Linked DNA regions of Gossypium hirsutum: region 2 is linked to region 1. Evidence: chromatin contacts called from public Hi-C data. All regions are on one chromosome and are shown on one strand. The core of a region is the stretch at or near the end of the contact, and the rest is flanking DNA. Distances in the headings are between cores, read along the strand shown. Region 1 holds the start of LOC107914954 (protein LIGHT-DEPENDENT SHORT HYPOCOTYLS 10). Region 2 holds the start of LOC107914506 (thioredoxin H9).

Region 1 (4,978 bases), core at 1,304-3,803:
TTTTTTAATTTGGATCAAGATTTTTTTCATGAAAATATTTTCTAACGAGTTTGGTTTATATTTTTAGATGGTATACTTGTCTGAACATCGAAAAGTCGAAAGCACTCATTGTATACCGACAGATGATCGAGGCATACATCAAGGATAGGGTAATTTATTTTCAAATAATTAAATTATATTAATGTTATGTAATTAGTTTATTTATTAAATTACACTGTAATTATTATTTTAATCATGTGTTTAATTGTGTAGTTCGTGTGGATGTCGTATATCACGCCGGATGTTGCTTTCGTCATTCCTCCGCCGACTAGAGCATATGCAATCTTGTGGTGTATTAATGCTCCCATTATCAATATTCAAATGGTGGAGTGGTATGCCAGGGATCAGGTGCTTCGTCAATTCGGGTGTCGTCAACATATTCTTGACGTTCCTATACAATTGGGAAAATATGTCCACAAAATTTACAAGAAAGGGAAACATGCAAAGAATTGGGCATTAGAGCATCAACCATATATTGTGTTGTGGAACGCCCGGTTGGAGAGAAGGCCTTATTTGGAATCATGTTTTTCCTAATTTCACTCCATCGAGGGGCTACCAGTAGTGGCATGTGTGGAATGGGTTGCCCTAGTTATATGGTGGTCGATTGATGTTAGTCCCTCCACATATGGAATGACGAGGTCTCCTACAAAGCTGTCCTGACGGCCTATCGCGGATGTGACTTGTTGGTCACGGGCCCGGGTTCCAATACCTGAAAATTATTAGATCTATTTTTCAGCTTAAAAGAAATTATATTTTATTAAAAATAATAGGGTATCGCGTGACAGGTTGGCGGCACTAATAAAAAATATTTTTTTTCCTTTTTATGCTTATACATGTAAAAAAAAACACGTATTTTGAGTTTGAAATACAAGTGCCATCGATTGGTTAGGCTGCACCCAAAAAAAATAAATTATTTTAAAGAGGAAAGGGGTGCCGCCGATTGGTCAGGCAACACCAGTTATTTACTGCAAAGTTTGCCTAGATTCGAGAATATTAGTGTCATTATCCCATTCTGGTATTTATTTATTTTATATTATTGAAGTAAAAAATTTTATAATTTATCATCTGTTTATTTAAAATGTAACTCGATTGATTCCTAACTAAATTAACATATTATTATAATAATGAAAAGGACATGGATTCAAAAAATATATACTTATTAAAAAGAAATATGAATAAAAATAAGCTACGGAAAATGTTAATAAGGGCGGTTCATGGTTGATTAATATGATATTTAAATGAAGTATGATTGATAAAAAAGATTTAAAATGAAAAAAGTAATTCAATGAGTCTTTGTAAATGCCGATTCACGTCACTAATATTATGATGGTTGAAATTAGGTATAAATTTGGAGTGGGGAATCTGGGTTGTTTATAGTATTGAGGATTAATTAATATTGCAGTTGGTATACCACCAAATAGGTAACAAATTATTTGATTTGTCTCTTGAAGTCGGTGGGCTTCAGGATGTCTTCTTGCAAAGTAATGAAATATATATATAATCTTAGAAAGCAGTTCATTCACTCCAGAAATTACATGCAGTGATTCATCTAATGAAATTGAAAAATATAGCAGTGAAAATAACTAAATAAAACAATAGCAGTGCTGGATCTAACATTAATTCAAAGTGAAACTAGTACTTAAAGGAAATAGAGAAGCAAAAATAAAAATACCATGTATATATTGAAACACTGCGAGCAGTGAGTGAGGGATAAGACTCTAAACCCTAAATTCGAAAAGAAAGAAAAAGAATCAAGAGAAGAAGAGGGTCGAGCTGGATTCATCGCTTGGTTTGTCTTGCTTGGGCTTTTTCTTTTGCTTCTTGTAAGGGATCCCCCTTGCCTTTGCTTGACTTTCCCTCACCTCTCTTAGATAAACTCGAATAGCACCGGTGGCAAAAGGGTTGGACTCAGGTGACCCTCCATTTTCTTCATAAGCAGCTCGAAGCCTCCCAATAAGAGCATCAAGGCTGCCCCAAGCTTGCCTAAGGGGGCAAGTGCAAGGAGCAGGTGGTTCAGGCTGTCCGTAGAACATGCAACCTTGGAGGTGAACCTTGGTCTTCCCGAACTGATCCAGATATCGCAGGAAGTCTAAGACATGGTTGGAATTGCACTGTGAAAGAGGAACCGGAGGCCGCTGGTTCTTCAAGTACTGACCGAAAGTATTCCAGTCCCTTCTCTTCTGGGACTCATATCGGCTAGGTGTTGGGGGTTGGTGGTGATCGGCAATCAAGGATGATCCTTCGGCTATATCCTTCCCTCTCTCACTGGACATATCGTTGAGATGGATGTGTATGTTTGTTGGTAAGGAAGGCAGGCAAGTAGAAATAGGGGGGCCGGGAAGCAAGGTAAGGGAGAGGAGGAACATGAAGTTCACATCATGGGGCAACCAAGACACGCCATGGGGCCATAAGACGTTGCTTTCTCTCCCTCTTTTTCATCATCTTTCATTTCTGTACATTCTCCTCTATAATTATACTATAAAATTAGCTATGTATTTTCCCTATTAATCCAATGCAATAATTGATGTTATTTGTCAATACATTAAGCTCTTATCATGTTACTTTTGAACTACCTTTAACCCCTATTGCCCTCTATGATTTCTTTTTTGGTATACCAATGAAAAAGTAATAAATCAATATATCTTAAAATGATAACCTCGTTGACAGCATGTACATGATAACTTTTCTAAATCAAACGCCACAAATTAAGACTAGAAACATGCAACTCCTCTTGGGGGTGGGGGGCCGAAATTACGTATCAAAACAATATTTTAAAAGCCAAAAAATAAAATAATAAAATTTTGAGATATTATGTATGTTGTAGAGTTTTTTTTATATTTAAATGTTACATATTTAAAAGCACAAATTTAATAAAAAAATTATAAGTAATAAGCTAAAACAAATATATAATTGTAAGTAAATTCAAAGTTTTCGGTATTTATGGCAAATCGATAAAGTTACGTTTAATTTTAGAAAACAAATTTCTTGGCTGATTACTTAAATAAGGGTAGTAGGAATTAGTATCATTTACATTGATTAACTTTTAGATAGTACAATTTTTTTTTAAGAACTAAACCATTAAAAGGTTATAAACAATATATATAGAGAACTAAGTATAAGCTCTAAAATCAGTAGATTTGCAGTTACGCCGCCGCCATTGATTTGTCATCAGATCATTTGATTAAAAAAAATTTTGTAGTTGACTTCATTGGAGGACAAAGTTACCAAGAAAGTTTGTATACGTAATAATGGTCTGGGGAGGATGATCATTTTCTGGTCGTGGATGAGGAAGGAAATCCCAATGGATTTGATAAGCTATCTAACTCACGGTTATCTTTCAAAGACATGTTGCTTGGGGTTTCAAGGGATGCGAAACAAAGTTTGCACGATCAAGATAATGATGATCTACAGTTACTCAATGGAGATGTGACTACTGGAATAGAAGACGAACTACCTTCGATTCGATTTTCTGAAATGGTTCATCAGATTTTATATCAGAGTATATCTCGCACGATTGTGGTTAAGCTTTTGGGAAGGTAAATAGGTTTCCAGGCTCTTTCTAATAAGATTTATCACCTTTGGAAGCCTTCCACTCCAGTTAAATTTTTGGATTTGGAAAATGATTATTTCATGGTGAAATTCCAAGTGGAAATGGATTATATTCAGGCTCTCACAAAAGGACCGTGGATTGTTTTTGGGCAACATTTAACGGTTCAACCCTAGTCTGAATTCTTCTCAACTAGTCAACCTCATCCGTCGAATGTGGTGGTAGCTTCGATTCGCCTTCTGGGCATCCCCGGTTTTTTTGTATCGGAAGAGTATCTTAACGAGCATTGGGGGAGACGATTGGTCATGTCATTAAACTTGATGATAATACGGGCAGTACGCATCGGAGTCGATTCGTTCATATGGCGATCCTTCTCGATCTTAACAAGCCTTTGGTTTCTAAAATTAAGGTGGATGGTCAACTTCAGCGTGTAGAATATGAGTCTATCCCTAATATTTGTTTTTCTTGTTGGCATTTTGAACACTTGAGAGAATCTTGTTCTTTTGTCCCTAGCCATGATGGACGAAGTATAAAGAGGACTGTACAAATGGCAGACCAAAGGAACCAAGAAGCTCTGGTTATGGCCAAAAATAAGAAAGAGTTGGACATGTTTGGGCCTCAGATCGTAGTCGATCGCTAGAATAGTAGACCTAGACGAAAACTAGTGGCTCGCCGGGAAGGAAGGAAAGAGTCGGTTTCGTAGGGATCCCGCTTTAAGGCTTTCCATGATTTATGGGATGAAAGTCAAATTAATGTTAGGGATTCTGATCCCGTTGATCCAGCTAGACTGAAGGGAAAAGGGGTTGCCATATATAACAATCCTTTAGGTGAAGAAGGGTCAACACATAAGGAGAATAACGCACAAACTTTCTGTCTTTATGTTAGGGCGAGAGAAGAAACAGATTGCTAAGGACTTGGGCTTGGCTGGTCCAAGCGTTAGAATTGAATCTCAATGGAACCAGAATCAGGCGGTTGGTGGGTCACCTAAGACGGGCTCTAGGTCTATTAAGTTAAATAGGCATCTCATGGCTGCTAGCTTCAATAATTCCGAACCAAATTCCATCTCCCCTTTAGCTAATGTGAATGTTATTAATTCTAGGGACATTTTAAATCAACTGTCGAATGAGAACTCAGGCAGGGAAATTGTTCCATTGATGCAAGGCCAACCCATGATGAGCTTGTGGAAAAGACAGGTGCGATGATTTTTAAACCTGGATTATCATTCAATCATTAATTTTGTTAAAAAACAGAATCTTAATATTCCCATGAGAGATATGATTTCTGTTGATCCTTTACCAGCGTATGACGAACATTTTAATATTTTGGCTTCCTTGAAAATTGGGGATTCTAAATTTTTGAGGAGAGGTTCCCACACCCTACGTGGTAAAGGGA
Region 2 (4,661 bases), core at 274-2,773, 270 kb after region 1:
ATATTATTAAGTCATTAAAAACTCAAAAGACCAAAGGATTATACCCTGTTCTTGCGGCAGTACAGTTACTAAACCTATCAAAATGTTATTCACTGATAGATAAATAAATGCAGAAAACCCGAGAACCAGAACGATAACTATTAGGCGAGAAAACCAAAATTGCATGCTATAAAATAAATAAAATGTGCTAAGAGCACTTACCTTAGAGAAGCAATGTCCCATATTTGAAAAATGCCAAAACGCCAACTGCAGCAATGTATCAGTACCCCTGAAAGTTGGGAAGACATCAAATTCCAGACATTGCAGACTTAAGTCCATGGTAAAGAAACAATTTTAACTATCAATTTATACACAATAATCAATCTTAAACAAGTTAAAAGTAAATCCACACTACTTCCACACAGGCAATAAACTTCAAAAGGCATAATAGCTGTATTATTTCCTAATAAACAATACTTGGATAAAACCCTAAGGGTATGTATTTACATTTCTGAATAAGTTACAGTCCATCCTGTTTTTCAAACCCAAAATTATGATATACAAAACCAAATCATGCTATTTGCTTTCTCAAATCCTTGCCAATAAAGCAAAAGAAAATCCTCCAAAAATGAAATTCTCATTCGATTGAACAAATAGTCAAAATGCAACAACAATTCCAACGACATTTAGACATAGCTTTTTCACTTGAATTATCAGAATTTTAACAAATACCAAGAAAGGAAACAGAAAAGTAAAAGAGTAATCTGAAAGTACTCTACAAATGGAAACAAAGAGAAAAGCAAGCTAGGAATGCAAGCTAAGAAGATTAATAGAACACCCGTCAATTACCAACTTAGAACAAAGCGACGGCTAATTTACCTGTAAAGATTAAGGCTTGATTTTCCGATTAGATTGGTGACAATAAAAAGAATCCAATACTAGATGCGAAAATTAAAGTAACCTTGCGGTTTAAGGAATCTAATGAAGTAGAAATTAAATAAAGAATGAGTAAGCAGAAAATTTTGGGTACGAAAAGCTTCTGAAAAATCAATGAAGGAAACAGAGTAGTAGATTAGAAACCCAAAGTCTCCAACACAAACAGGAATAGAGTCAAGCAGGCTCAAGCTTCGAAGGACTGACCTGTTCTCTGACTGTTTAGATCCTTGCCTTTTGCATCGCAATTTACTCATATACCCCCATGTTTTTCGCTGTTGCCAACAGGTTGAATTTTTCTAGTTTCTATTTTATATTTTAGAATAACTAAAAAATTTTAGATCAAAATATGCCACTAATTTCTAAAATATTCTTTTTCCGACTAATCCTTTATTACAATTATCGCAAGATTTAGTTATTTTTATTTATATAATTAGTATTTTTTTAATTAAAATTTACCTACTAAATACATTCATACAAGCAAATTTGGAAGGAAAAAAAGTAATGGGTCAATAATTGAAAAAAATAAAAGATTTAATTTTTAATTTATGCTCCGTAAGTAAAATAATTAATGTTGTGGAACAAGAAATTTTCAGTGCTGAAATGCAGTTGTTCCATTCAAGTCTGTATAATTTAAAATTAATTAAAGAAATTCTTAAGCTTGAAGCTATATCAACAACCTTATTATGGGGTTGTGGTTAAAGAATTACGATTCGTTTTACCTAAAGTTTGGCAACTGTTTTCAGTTGCCCTAAGGGTTGGGTTGTCCATTTATGGTTATAATTATTTGACATGATGGTTTCTTACCTCAACTCATCAGTCCCTGCACTTTTTAAAAAATTTGAAATTCAATCTCATACTTTTTATTTTTTAAATTTTGACCCTGTTAAATGTTTTTTATTAAACATATTAGTGTGAAATTTTGAAATAAAAAAAAAATTTACCTAACAACCATGTAACTAAAAAAGTGATATTATAATAACTTGAATTTAATAAAAAAATTTAACAATTTTAATATAGGGACTAAATTCCAAATGTTGGAGGAGCACAAGGACTGATGGCATATTTTTAACTGTTAAAAATTTTGTAGTCAAACCATAATCCTCCACTTATAAGCATGAAAGTTTTAGGAAATGCTTCATCATATAACAAGCTATAAAAAGACATGGAATGGAATGGCATTCTCTCTTACAACCATAGACCCACCTTTGATATAAGATGTCCACATAATTCAAATCCAAATCTAAGCACAATCACAAGTTCCTTCCCAAACCAAAATATATGAAGGTTTTAACACATACATGGCATCGTACAAAAGCCAATACGTATTACCCACTAACCACCATCATCCCATGGCATACTTCTGGGTCCAGCCACGTGCTGTAGCTTCATACTTTGCCCGATCAGTCTTATACATGTGCGCAATCTCCAGAACAAGTGGGTCATCAGGGTTTGGATCAGTCAACAACGAGCAGATCGAGAGCAGAACCTGGTTTCGCATTGGAGTTAAACTCTTTTATTTCCAATCAGCGGCAGAAGCCAATGCAAAGAAGGATAGTAACAACAACAATATAATAGTTCATCTTCTAAAGTGGCTAAAGTTGGTGCGTATTGCCAATGATATTTAATCAAGGTTGGTCTTTCTCTTCTGATATTAATTATTCAATTCCCAGAAAGAATTAAACTCGGGGAGTAACTGTAGTGATTGTTCGTGTGTTGGAAACGCATACAAACTCGTAAAATGCAAGTCTAACTTATAACCAATAGAAAGTAATTTTACCCAAGGATATTGAAATCATTTAAAAGTAACACCAGAGAAACTTTTGTGCAGCCATAGTCGGCCAAAAACCAAGATTCTGCATGTGTATGAAATACCATAAGGTTAACAGGAGTAAGGTCAAACCTTGGAAATGGTTAGGGCTGGACTCCACTGTTCTTTTAGGATATCAAGACAAATGCTCCCATTGCTATTGATGTTTGGATGGAAAACCTTGGTCCTAAATGCAACCTAAACATGATGGCAGCATTATCCATGAAAAGAGGACGTACCACTCAAACAACATTTCACACACAGAGAAAAGGGATAATAAAACGATCCAGGTGAAGCAAACTACCTTAGGGGGCTTGAAAGGATAATCTGGAGGAAAATGAATACTAACTAAAAATACACCTCCCGCATAAGGGCTATCGGAAGGGCCCATGATTGTTGCTTGCCAATGAAACATGTCTTCAGCTACAGGTCCTATCACAAAAAAAAAAGTGCAAGCATCCCGAGGTTAGTGACATAATAGAGCATCACATGACAAAGTTAGGTCTAAAGAATGCGAATCGAAAATTTTGTAGACTAAAAACTTAGGGACTTCGGACCCATGCTACATTGTTGAGGGTCACTAGCCCAAGCCGTACCCTGGCTCCCTCAAGGACTTCTATATAGTAGAGGTCTTGAGTTCGAGCCTTGCCATTAGCTAGCTTTTCGGCAACCATGGCACCATGTGCTCGCTCTTCAGTAACTCTGGCTCCTGCCTATTCAGGCATCCCGAGACGCGCACCTGCTTTGTGAACCCATCAGCGCTCTCGACAGAGAGACAAAACCTCGACATGTTGAGGGTCCGACCCTCAGCATCCATGGTTACGGAATTTCAGCGATAAGCACTGGGGATGGACAAAAGCAAGCTTGCTTGAGCACAGGTTATAAGTATACAGCCAAATACATATAATCCTAAATGGAATTCAATACATTCATGGGTATATAAATGACACGTATTGTACATGAAACCAGAGAAAAGAAAAATAGACAAAGTGGTATAAATGAAGTTATTATCAGGAGGGGCATAAAATTTATGTATGTCCAGAAAAAGAAAAGGGACCTGCACTGCAAGAAGTGGGTGGATCCTTTTGCAAATCCTTGAGTTCCTTCAAAATCCGCTTCGAGGCCATGACGCTTTGAACAGACCACAAGAATCCTAAGAGGACAGGAAGGAACCTGAAGACAAAATCAGAAAAAACCATCACATGAAGAACAATATATAGCAACTGCAGTGAAAGTAAAGATTGAAGAAGAAAGTTGTGAAAGAAAAAAGAAAATATACCTAGAGCAGAAGAGAGAAATTGGGGATTAGATATGAGACGGGAAAGTTTGAAACTTTGAAGCAGATTCTCCTTTTTATCTCTCTCTCTCTCTTCTTCCTTCCTTCCTTGGCCCTCAACGAGCGCGTCGTCTCCACCGGCAATCCCTTGATTTTGCACTCACAACAGAGCGAGAGAGATAACAGTTTTTTATATAAACAAGAGGAATCTTATCACACGCAAACATAATATTTAAAATACAAATATTAGATAAATAATCAGTATAATTTAAAATTAATTAATAATGAATATGTATAATATTAAAATAGAAAAAACTTAAATTGTGAGTAAATAAATTTAAATAGTAAATACTTCATATTAAAAAAATACTAAATGTATTATAACTATACGTGATGTTATTATTAGTTACTATTGAGTTGACTTTTGACACTAACTCAATTAGTAACATTACGAATATATACACAATTGATTAAAGTAATAAATTACTATAATACAGTTAAAATGTAAATATCATAATATAATAAAACTTTACTTCAGTTATAAAATTAATGTTTTATTGACATGAATAATATAGGTTTAAATCCCACAATATACAATTTTTTTATTAAAGTATCTTCGAATAATATAATTAATTTTAATAATAAAATGGCATTTTCGTAATT

Evidence for each region. Hi-C and Micro-C count contacts between places; a contact is called where the count stands out from the background.
Region 2: a contact with region 1 is called in a Hi-C map of leaf, with 1.7 times the contacts expected there. The contact joins the promoter of LOC107914506 here to the promoter of LOC107914954 in region 1. A contact is called at or near these places in 4 of 34 Hi-C or Micro-C datasets (all in leaf).

What each region holds. Positions count from the first base shown.
Region 1 is chrD10:18,216,928-18,221,905 of Gossypium_hirsutum_v2.1, forward strand. LOC107914954 (protein LIGHT-DEPENDENT SHORT HYPOCOTYLS 10) reads right to left here and starts at 2,554. Exons shown (of 1, transcript XM_016844025.2): 1 at 1,550-2,554. The coding sequence starts at 2,405. The coding sequence ends at 1,791.
Region 2 is chrD10:18,488,028-18,492,688 of Gossypium_hirsutum_v2.1, forward strand. It overlaps LOC107914506 (thioredoxin H9), which reads right to left and starts at 1,524. Exons shown (of 5, transcript XM_016843441.2): 1 at 1,120-1,524; 2 at 202-268. The coding sequence starts at 1,169. It overlaps LOC107914507 (ubiquitin-conjugating enzyme E2-17 kDa), which reads right to left and starts at 4,239. Exons shown (of 5, transcript XM_016843444.2): 1 at 4,002-4,239; 2 at 3,780-3,895; 3 at 3,027-3,154; 4 at 2,816-2,920; 5 at 2,037-2,401. The coding sequence starts at 3,849. The coding sequence ends at 2,258.